Linked DNA regions of Rattus norvegicus: region 1 is linked to region 2. Evidence: chromatin contacts called from public Hi-C data. All regions are on one chromosome and are shown on one strand. The core of a region is the stretch at or near the end of the contact, and the rest is flanking DNA. Distances in the headings are between cores, read along the strand shown.

What was found. Hi-C and Micro-C count contacts between places; a contact is called where the count stands out from the background.
Region 1: a Hi-C map of liver shows a contact between it and region 2, with 2.4 times the contacts expected there. The contact joins the promoter of Rybp here to the enhancer-like site in region 2. A contact is called at or near these places in 2 of 12 Hi-C or Micro-C datasets (frontal cortex and liver).

The regions. Positions count from the first base shown.
Region 1 is chr4:134,482,850-134,487,090 of GRCr8, reverse strand. It overlaps Rybp (RING1 and YY1 binding protein), which reads left to right and starts at 2,359. Exons shown (of 5, transcript NM_001399600.1): 1 at 2,359-2,471; 2 at 3,111-3,236. The coding sequence starts at 2,440.
Region 2 is chr4:134,386,153-134,390,738 of GRCr8, reverse strand. No RefSeq gene overlaps it. Among named protein-coding and RNA genes, the nearest start is that of Rybp, 96 kb to the left of the region's middle. Within about 2 kb of position 3,293, at least 19 of the 93 cell types and tissues checked have an H3K27ac peak or open chromatin away from gene starts, as enhancers often do. A contact at or near this core is called in liver, where this site is marked.

The DNA of each region.
Region 1 (4,241 bases), core at 1,110-3,609, 97 kb before region 2:
TTCTGATGGAATCTCATTTCCCACAACTGAATAAAATCAGAATTCCTGAGACAATAGTGGAATAAGAATCTGCTGTCTCTTAGTAAGTTCCTAGAAATAAATGAGCTCTTTTGAAAAGGTAACACAAGACGAATGCGCACACACACCCCACAAAAGACATCCTGGAAAAGGTGTCCTAAAGATAAAGGATGGTGTGGTTGCCATGGGATGCTACCAGATTAAGCAAAGAAAGGGGTGTGAACTTGGATGCAGGCAACAGAATGGAAGAATATCAAAGAAAGTCTGCCTATTCAGAAGTGTCAGCCAGGGGCTGAGAGTGTAAGTCAGAGGCAGAGCTTGCCTACCATGATTCCATCTCTACCACAGAGAGGAAAACGTTCCGCCCAGGCATACCAAATGACTCTAGGGATAGTTCATGAAGAGACAAAACTGATGTTGGCTGACCAAAGTTGAAGTAAAGTGATTGCCTTGGTTGGAGGCTAGGCAGGTTGGAGGATGGTGAAAAGAACACCCTTACCTACATGGTGTAGACAAGGCCATGACTAATCTGCACTGAGGTGCAAGACTGAAGTTTGTGTTTTACTTCTACATAAAAAATAAAGTCAGTCTCCTTCCTATGACCTGTGGATCCCACCTACCCTCTCTTGACTTCGGGGAGATCATTTATTCTTTTTACTTATTCTTTGCATTTGCCCAGTGCTTGGGAATCAAACCCAGGACCTCCTGCTTGCTAGGCAGGAACTAAGCTGCATCAGTTCCTTCAGTGGTTCCCTGCCTCCCCCTCCAAAGAGATTTTTTTTTTTTTTTTTTTTTTTAAATGCACCAGGGGCAGAATGCTGGAAATACTCCAAGCCGACCCTAGGGGCCAAGGCTGCTGGCCCAGGGCCATGCCTTGACATGCACATTCCTTGGTTATCTCTGGCCCCTTTGCCCCTGGGACTTCATCCTTCCTCCTCTTCCTCCTTCACTCCTAAGAAGTAAGTGGCCCAGGTCTCAGAGGTTGCTGACCCTTGCTGAACACTGTAGCTGGCCCTCCTGGGTGTGCCTGCCTGGAGGACATCTAGTGCTGATCAAGTTTATCTTAGTCACAGAGCCTCCCTCTGTTATTCTCTCCCTTCAGATCCCAGGACTTCCTGCTTTCTGGCTCTCCTGGAACTTCAGTGGGTCTCCCGCTTTGCTCCTCTCCCTAGAGCCAGTCCTGATAACTACCTACTTTGAGTTTGCAAGTCAACCAGAGCTCTTGCTCTTATCGGTCCCCCACACCCCATCTCTGCCCCCACCTTTTAGCATCACCTATTGGTCCTGTTTCTCGCCCCTCCGCTCCCGACCTGGGGCTTCCTTTAATCGTAAGACATTCCCCCACTTGGTTCCTTGTAGTGCCTGGGGGTAGAGGGTCCTGAGTCACAAAACCCTGTAGCAAGAGCATGCTTGGAGCAAGGCAGAAAGTGAGGGGTACCAATTTTCTCCCAATCTCAGACGCCGGAGGGAACGGAGTCGGGCCCTGGTACTTCCTAAGTGCGGGGTACAGGTTAGAGTGCTTTTCATCCACCGTGCCCTTCCTGGGAGGAGCGTTAGGAGCCTCATTTCGCAGAGGCAGGAACCGCGACACGAGGTTGGAAAGCGGGCATGTGGTCGCTTGGATCTGAACAGCAACTTCCCCGGGGAAACGCCCTATTTCGGCTGCGGGGGCCCGAGGCTGCGCCACACCCTCTCCAGAGTTCCCTCCGGCGCCCCGGCTCAGGAGGGTGCAGGTCTGGCTGCCGCCCGAGAGGGCCGCTTGGGGAAGACAGCCACAAAGCCCCTCGTGGCAGAAGCGGCAGTGCGGGAGACGCGGGCCTCGAGGCGCAGCCCCCCGCGGCGCGCGCAAACTGCGCGGAACTACTTCAGCGGAGCCGCTGCGGGGCCAGAGTCCCAGCGTCGGCCGCACAGGGCTCCGCAGCGAGTGGGGGCCGCCACAGAGCCACGGGGGCCCGCGGGCACGGCCACGTGCTCCCTGCCGGGCTCGCACGCTCAGACGCGCCGGGGCCGCGGGGGCCACCGGCAGGCACGCGCGCCCCCCGCGCGCACACACACTCCCGGGCACGCACGCCGGCCGCCCCGCCCCCCCGCGGCGCCACGCCCTCCCGCGCGCTACGCCACGCCCCCGCGGCGCCGGTCGTCGTCCTCTTATTGGTTGCCCGGTGTATGACGCGCGGCGCCCGGCCCCGCCCCTCGTCAGTCACTCGGCGGAGGCGGCGCTGGCGGGGACTAGTCTCGTCCGGAGACTGGCGGCGGCGGCAGCGGCGGCGGCGGCGGCGGCGGCGGCTGGAGCTCGAGCCCAGCGGCGGAGGGCGGGCGGGCGGCGCGGGAGGGCGGGGGCCGCTCCGCGACGCTGCGGACCGCGCTTCTCCTCTGAGCGGAGGCGCGCGCAGCTGTGGGGCGCCGGGGGCCAGCCCGTCCATGACCATGGGCGACAAGAAGAGCCCGACCAGGTACCTGCCGGGCGCCGAAGGGGCGGAAGGGGAGGGCGGCCGCGGCGGGCGGGGACACCGGCGACTAGGCCGGAGCGGCCGCGCGGGGGAGGCGCGCTAAGATGGAGACCCGGGGGCGGAGGGAGGCGGTGTCGCTCCGCTCGGGCCGGCGGCCGTGCGCGCCGCAGCCATGGCGGCTCCTCCTCAGCCGCCCTCCGCCGTCGCCGCTCCGCCCAGACAAAGGGAGATTTAACCAGGTGGGGCGGGCGGGAGGGCGCGAGCAGGGGCGGGCAGCGCGCGGCGCCGGCCCCCTCCGCGCCGCCGCCCGGCCGTCCCGGCTGCTCGCCGCCTTCGGGATCCGGCCCGCGGCCCGCGCCGCGCCCCCGCCGCCCCGCGCTCGCGCCCACGAGTCGGCCCGCTTCCTGCGCTCGGCGCGGCCCCGCGTGAGCCGTCGCCGCCGTCAGGCGCTCGGTGCCCGGGGCCGGAGGGGGCGCCCGGCTCCGCGTTGCCGGTCGGCCTCTCGCCCCAGTGCCCGCCAGTGGGGTGGATGGGTGGTCGCTGCGAGAAGTTTCCAGCGTCGGATTCCTGTGAATTGACGACGGCTTACCAGCGTTTGTTTTCTCTTCTCTATTCTCTCCTCGGTTCTCCACTCCTCGGAAGGCCAAAAAGACAAGCGAAACCGGCTGCAGACGAAGGCTTTTGGGATTGTAGCGTCTGCACCTTTAGGAACAGCGCCGAAGCCTTTAAATGCAGCATCTGCGATGTGCGGAAAGGCACCTCCACCAGGTACTGGAAGACCTGTGCTAGCTTTTGTTGAAATACTTGTTTTGGCTTTATTTATTGTGCGGAGAGGGGAGTGAGTCGTACTTTCATTATTATTGATCGCCCTCTTGCCAACTTGTTGATTACGACCCTTAGCATTTGGGGATGGGCGATGTGGTTGGGGTTGCGTGCCATTTCAAGTTGCGTTCAGTGCCTCGTGCTAAAATAAAGGATTTATGGGAGGGATTTTCCCCAGGTTTTCCTCTTGTTTCAGACATTGGATTTATTTGACATTTGCATCCTTTGGCTTGTTGCTATTGGCTCCCACCGGGGAGAGAGAGGAAGGGAATAGTGATGGATCATAGGACATTGGACATTTTGGTATTTGTTGTGTGCAGAGTAGTTTTAATTTGTCCAGAATTAGTTTTTTCCTGAGTTTAATGGTGGTATGGTGGTACAATAAGACTGGGTCGTGCCTTTTGTCTGTCTTGGGTTGGAAATATCTCTTTTTTGCACTTGAAGATACATCCTGGAGGGTTGGAAAAAGTGTATTTGTGGGGCAAGGGGCCTGCTGATGTGTCTTTTGTTAGTAGCTTATGTAGAATGGTGTGAGATGTTGAGGTGAATAGACTTAAGTTAGTGTTAATGGCTTTGTGTTAAAACATTGAAAGGGATTCGTTTATATTAAGATGAGAGTGGTTAGCTGCATGTGGTAGCAAATGAGTTCGAACTATTTGTAGAGTAACATTAAAACTAGTTCTATAGTCCTGCAGCTGTTTTAAACTTTGATTTAGAATTTCTGTTTCGAAGAGTTAGGTTATGGCGTTCTTGCTCCCATTTAAAGGGACTGTATTTAGAGCACATAAGAAAGTGAGAGTTAGCTTAGGACTCATCAGGCGTCCAGGTTGAAGGCTAAATGTTTCATTACAGCAGGTGCTTGCTTTTGAATTGGCAGCATACCATTGTGACTAGTTCCACCTGGATGTTCTGAGCGAGGTGCCTTGTCAGGGTCTAGTTGCTTTACTTACA
Region 2 (4,586 bases), core at 2,044-4,543:
GGCATCGTAGCATGAGACAAGAGCTCCCTGGCTCCTACGAGTGTGTGCCTGGGCCAGAAAGTCTACTGGAGTGGTTAGGGTCTGAGCCCGAGCCCTGGAACTCTTAGAAGCTAGGCTGACCACCTTCTTCAATAGGCCAATTAAACAAATAAGCAATAGCAAAAGCAGAAAAAGTGCCCCCTCCCCCTCAATGTGGTCATACCAGGAAGAGAAACAAAGAGGTCCAGCTGTTCAGCAATTCCATCTTCAGGGTTCTGACACGAAGTTTAAGTAGAGAGAGGTACACACGGCTGAGCAGTCCTGACCACGGTGGTGGTCGTCCACCCCCTACCCCCTCTCACCTCCGGCTGCAATACACATTGATTCATCCTTGTCTGGGTGCTGGTGTCCCCTTTAAGGTGGTCTGACAAGCTGTTAGAAATGACAGGCGCGGGGTTGTGGATTTAGCTCAGTGGTAGAGCGCTTGCCTAGCAAGCGCAAGGCCCTGAGTTCGGTCCCCAGCTCCGAAAAAAAGAACAAAAAAAAAAAAAAAAAAAGAAATGACAGGCGCCCCCTCTGACTGGCATTGGGCCCAGCCTTTTCCTTCCGCCAGCCCGTGGTGAGGAGGAAGTTGCAATTCCTCAGAGTCCATTGTTTCAGTCGTCTGATAGCCAAGAGGAAGGGTATGAGCTTGGCATCCAAATATCCCCCTCTCCTGCCAGAGCTGTTCTAGGAGCTGCTTGTGATCTCCTTCGGGCCCAGTTGTATTTTCCTTGCCTCTGTCTTCCCACCTGTGCAGTGGGAGAGTTGGATGGTCCTCCTTCCTGGGTGACTTATGAGACTCAGCAGCAGGAGCAGGTGAGGACCACGTCAATGTCAGCTTTAACGTCTGCTCTGTGCCATCCCAGAGCTGGCACATTGAGGGGCCAGAGCCGAGAGCTGGACAGGATGGGGTCCAGAGCCACCTCAGCCTGAGTGGGCTTGGGGAGGGCACGAGGACACCCTATCTGGCCAGCAACTTCCTCTCAAGAGGGACTCAGATAAGAGGTCCAGCCTGCTTCCTTCCTGACTTCCGGGATCCCAGCTTGTTTCTGTATCCTCCTCCTCTCCTCCTCTTTCTCCTCAGGCTTAATTGGGCAGCTGTGGAGGCTCCACAGGCACTTAACCTTCTCTGAGGCCTCTGGGGAGAGAATTAGCTCTAATCCTGTGCTGCCTCCCTGCCTGGCTCAGGAAGTGTCAGAGGGCAGAGCCAGGCCACTGCCTCCCAGGGAGACAGAATCCTTGCCCCTATGTCCTGTAGCAGTAGGGGACAAAGCCAAGCCAGTCACCTTCCTCCTGCCTCCTTCACCCTCTAAGCCCTGCCCTGTCTGAAGGAAAATGCAGTGGGTACCAGGACAGAATTGTTTCTGTTTCTAGTGAAAGCGTCAGGAACAAGTGAGGGAGATGGCTGCGTCATAAAGTGCTTGCCACGCAAGAGTGAGGACCCAAGTTCACATCCCTGGCATCTAAAAGATGAGCTAGGCACAATCAGTGATCTCATCACTGGGAGGCAGAGACAAGGGAATCTCTGGTGCTTACTGGCCAGCCAGCCTAGCCCTACCCAAGGGCTCCAGGTTCAGAGAGAGAGAGAGAGAGAGAGAGAGAGAGAGAGAGAGAGAGAGAGAGAGAGAGAGAGAGAGCGCCAGCCTCACAAACGTAAGGTAAAGAATGACTGAGAAAGACAGGACCTCAGACTCTGGCCTTGGCACATGTACTCACCCCTATATGCACTGCTGCATTCACAAATGTGTGCATAGGCCACAGACCCACCCCTGTCTCCATCAAATGAGTGAGCTTTTAATAACATGCTATTTAACCTGGTATATCCCAATATGATCTTTCAATATATTATTATTATGCATAGGTGTGTGTGCGTACGTGTGTATGTGTGTGTGTTTCATATGTGTGTGTGGACCATGTGGAGACAGGAGGAGAATGAGTATCACATCCTGCCTTTTTTTCTTTGAGGCAGGGACTGTCACTGAACCCGAAGTTCTCCAGTGGCCCATGAGCTCCTGGGAAATGCCCATCTCAGTCGCCCAAGTTCTAGGGCTACAGAAAAACCCATCTACACCCAGCTCTTAATGTAGATGCTGGGGATTTGAACTCAGGTCCCTGTATTTGCACAGCAAGAGTCCTTACAGAGCCATCTCGACAGCCCAGCTTTCAGCAAGACAGCCTTACATTCTTCATTGCATACCGAACTATCAAGTTTGATGTGTGTCCTGTATGTTGACCGAAAATCTCAGCTTTCATACTTCCTAGCAATATTGGATCTGTGTTTAGCTCTCATAAAGTTGAAATAATTTTCTAAAAAGTACTCAAGTCATCCCAGAGTGACATAAAATGTCCCATAGTGGCACTAAGCATCAGCGTTTCAGGTTAATTTTAAGTTAATTACAGTGAAATATTCTGAGCACCTCAGCTCAAGCATTACACTCATCAAGGTTTGGGAGGCCCCCTAGAGCTAGTTGGCACTATGTGTGACAAGACAGTGTGGGCCTTAGCCTAGAACTCCTATACCTGTTCTTCAGATGGTCTGCCCAGAAAAGTATGAATTAGGAACTTGGCCTCCAATTTGCTGTGTGACCTGTACCTTTCTTGGTCTCTCTGAGTCTTTTCTTTCCCAGCAGTGAAAGCCTTTCATTCAAATGCAGTAAGTTCTTCCAATTGCCCCTGGCTTGACCTAGGTTCTTGGAGAACACCCAGCTCTCCAAGGATCCTTCATATTCCTTACTTGGTTCCGTTCTGGATTGAGACAACTAGACAACGGCAGTAGTGGCACTGATTTCTGTGGAACCCTGACTACATGGCAGGCCCTTCTGGGAGTCCTGACACCAGCTAAAACCTTTGCATATCAGATACCTTTGTAGGTGGTGCTGGGATCTCCTATGGGAAATCTGACTGCACAGAGAACTTAAGTCCTTTGCCTGAGGTCACTCAGCTTGGTGGCAGATGTGTTTGAACCTGGGCTTCCCAGGTGTCACACACAGTCTTGCATCACCCTTTGTTCCTGTGAGGACTGGAAGTTGTGGGGGCTGGGAAGTTGTGGGGGCTGGGAAGAGGAAAGAAGTGCAACAATGGGCAGTTTCATGATCAAGAAGGACTGTCCCTCCAGTATCTCCCATGCCTTTGTTAGGGGCTATCTCTGCTCCGGATTTGGGGGTGGAAGGAGGCCTGCAGTAGGGTATAGCGGGCCACATGGCTCAGCTCTGATCCGCCTTGCAGTGTGGGCAAGTCTGGTCACAGTTGCTGGCACAGCTAAGCCTGCCCAGCCAGTGTGTCACATGGACTAGGAGGAGCAGCTGAGCTGAGGCCCAGGACCTGGGCCAGGGACCAGAGCCAGCAAGGCATCAGGCTTCAGCTTTGAGTCATGATTTCACCTCTGTTAATGTGCTTTCCCAATTGGGACCACGTCTTACCCTTCCCTGACCCCACCTCCTGTCTTCTGTTCTGTCTCCTTCCTTTCTTCCATACTACCCATCTACCCACTTGGTATTTGCTAACCTTGACAAGTTCTAAGGATGCTGGAGATGCTCCAGAACCTAGGAAATATTATGGTTTTGTTGTTTTGTTTTGTTTTTTTGTGTTTTGCTTGTTTGTTAGTTTTTGAGCCAGTTTCATGTAGCCCAGGCTAGCCACAAACTTGCTATATAGCCAAGGATGACCTTGAACTTTTGATCTTCATACCTCCATATTCTAAGGGTTGGGACTAAAGGTGTGTGCCACTATGCTTCCTTTATTCAGTCCTGGGGATTGAACCCAGAGCTTTGTTCACGCTGGGCAAGCACTCTGTCCACTGAGCTGCGTTGCCATTATGGTCTGTTTGGATGAACCCATGAATAAACCTGCAGTTTCAGATTACAGAGGAGACATGAACTCTTTAAGAGTAATACCGAGTTTGGGGGATTAGTTGTGCTCCACATATGGGACCACTAGAGACCAAGCTTGTAGACAAACAATATGTTGGACAGATGTCCACCCCTCTAGGGTGGGGGGATCCAGGTCCATGGATAAAGTATGTAGTTCTGGGTCTCATCCAGCTTTCACTCCAGCTCAGTTATAGTAGGCTTCCTCAGAGTCTTTCTCAATGCTTGGTCCATCCTCTGTTCTGTGTAGAACAATCAGCCATGTGAGTGGTTCAGGTGCTGTAGCTTACAAGTTCCATGTCCTCTACAGGCTTAGATGTGTGCTCCTTAGAAGCCACATGCTCTTAGCTGGTCATATCATTTCCAAAGGTTGGGGAACCTGTAGGTCATAGGGTGCCAGCTTGGGGTGTTACATCCTATTTTCAACCGAAGCTCTCTCTGAATCCTGGTTAGCTGAGATTCAAGGAGTTGCCTCAAATGTCCACCGTCATGAACAGCACAATGCCTTCCCCTCCATCATGGACTGTATACATGCTCAAATCATGAGTCCAGATATACCTTCCTTCTCTTAAGTTACTTCTGTTAGGTATTTTTGTCACAGTGACAGGAAAGTGACAGGAGACCAACTATCTGCTGCAGTAATAATGGCATGGGTCAAGGATGAGTGGGGTAGTCCTCCCACCTGCACCCCCCCAGTCC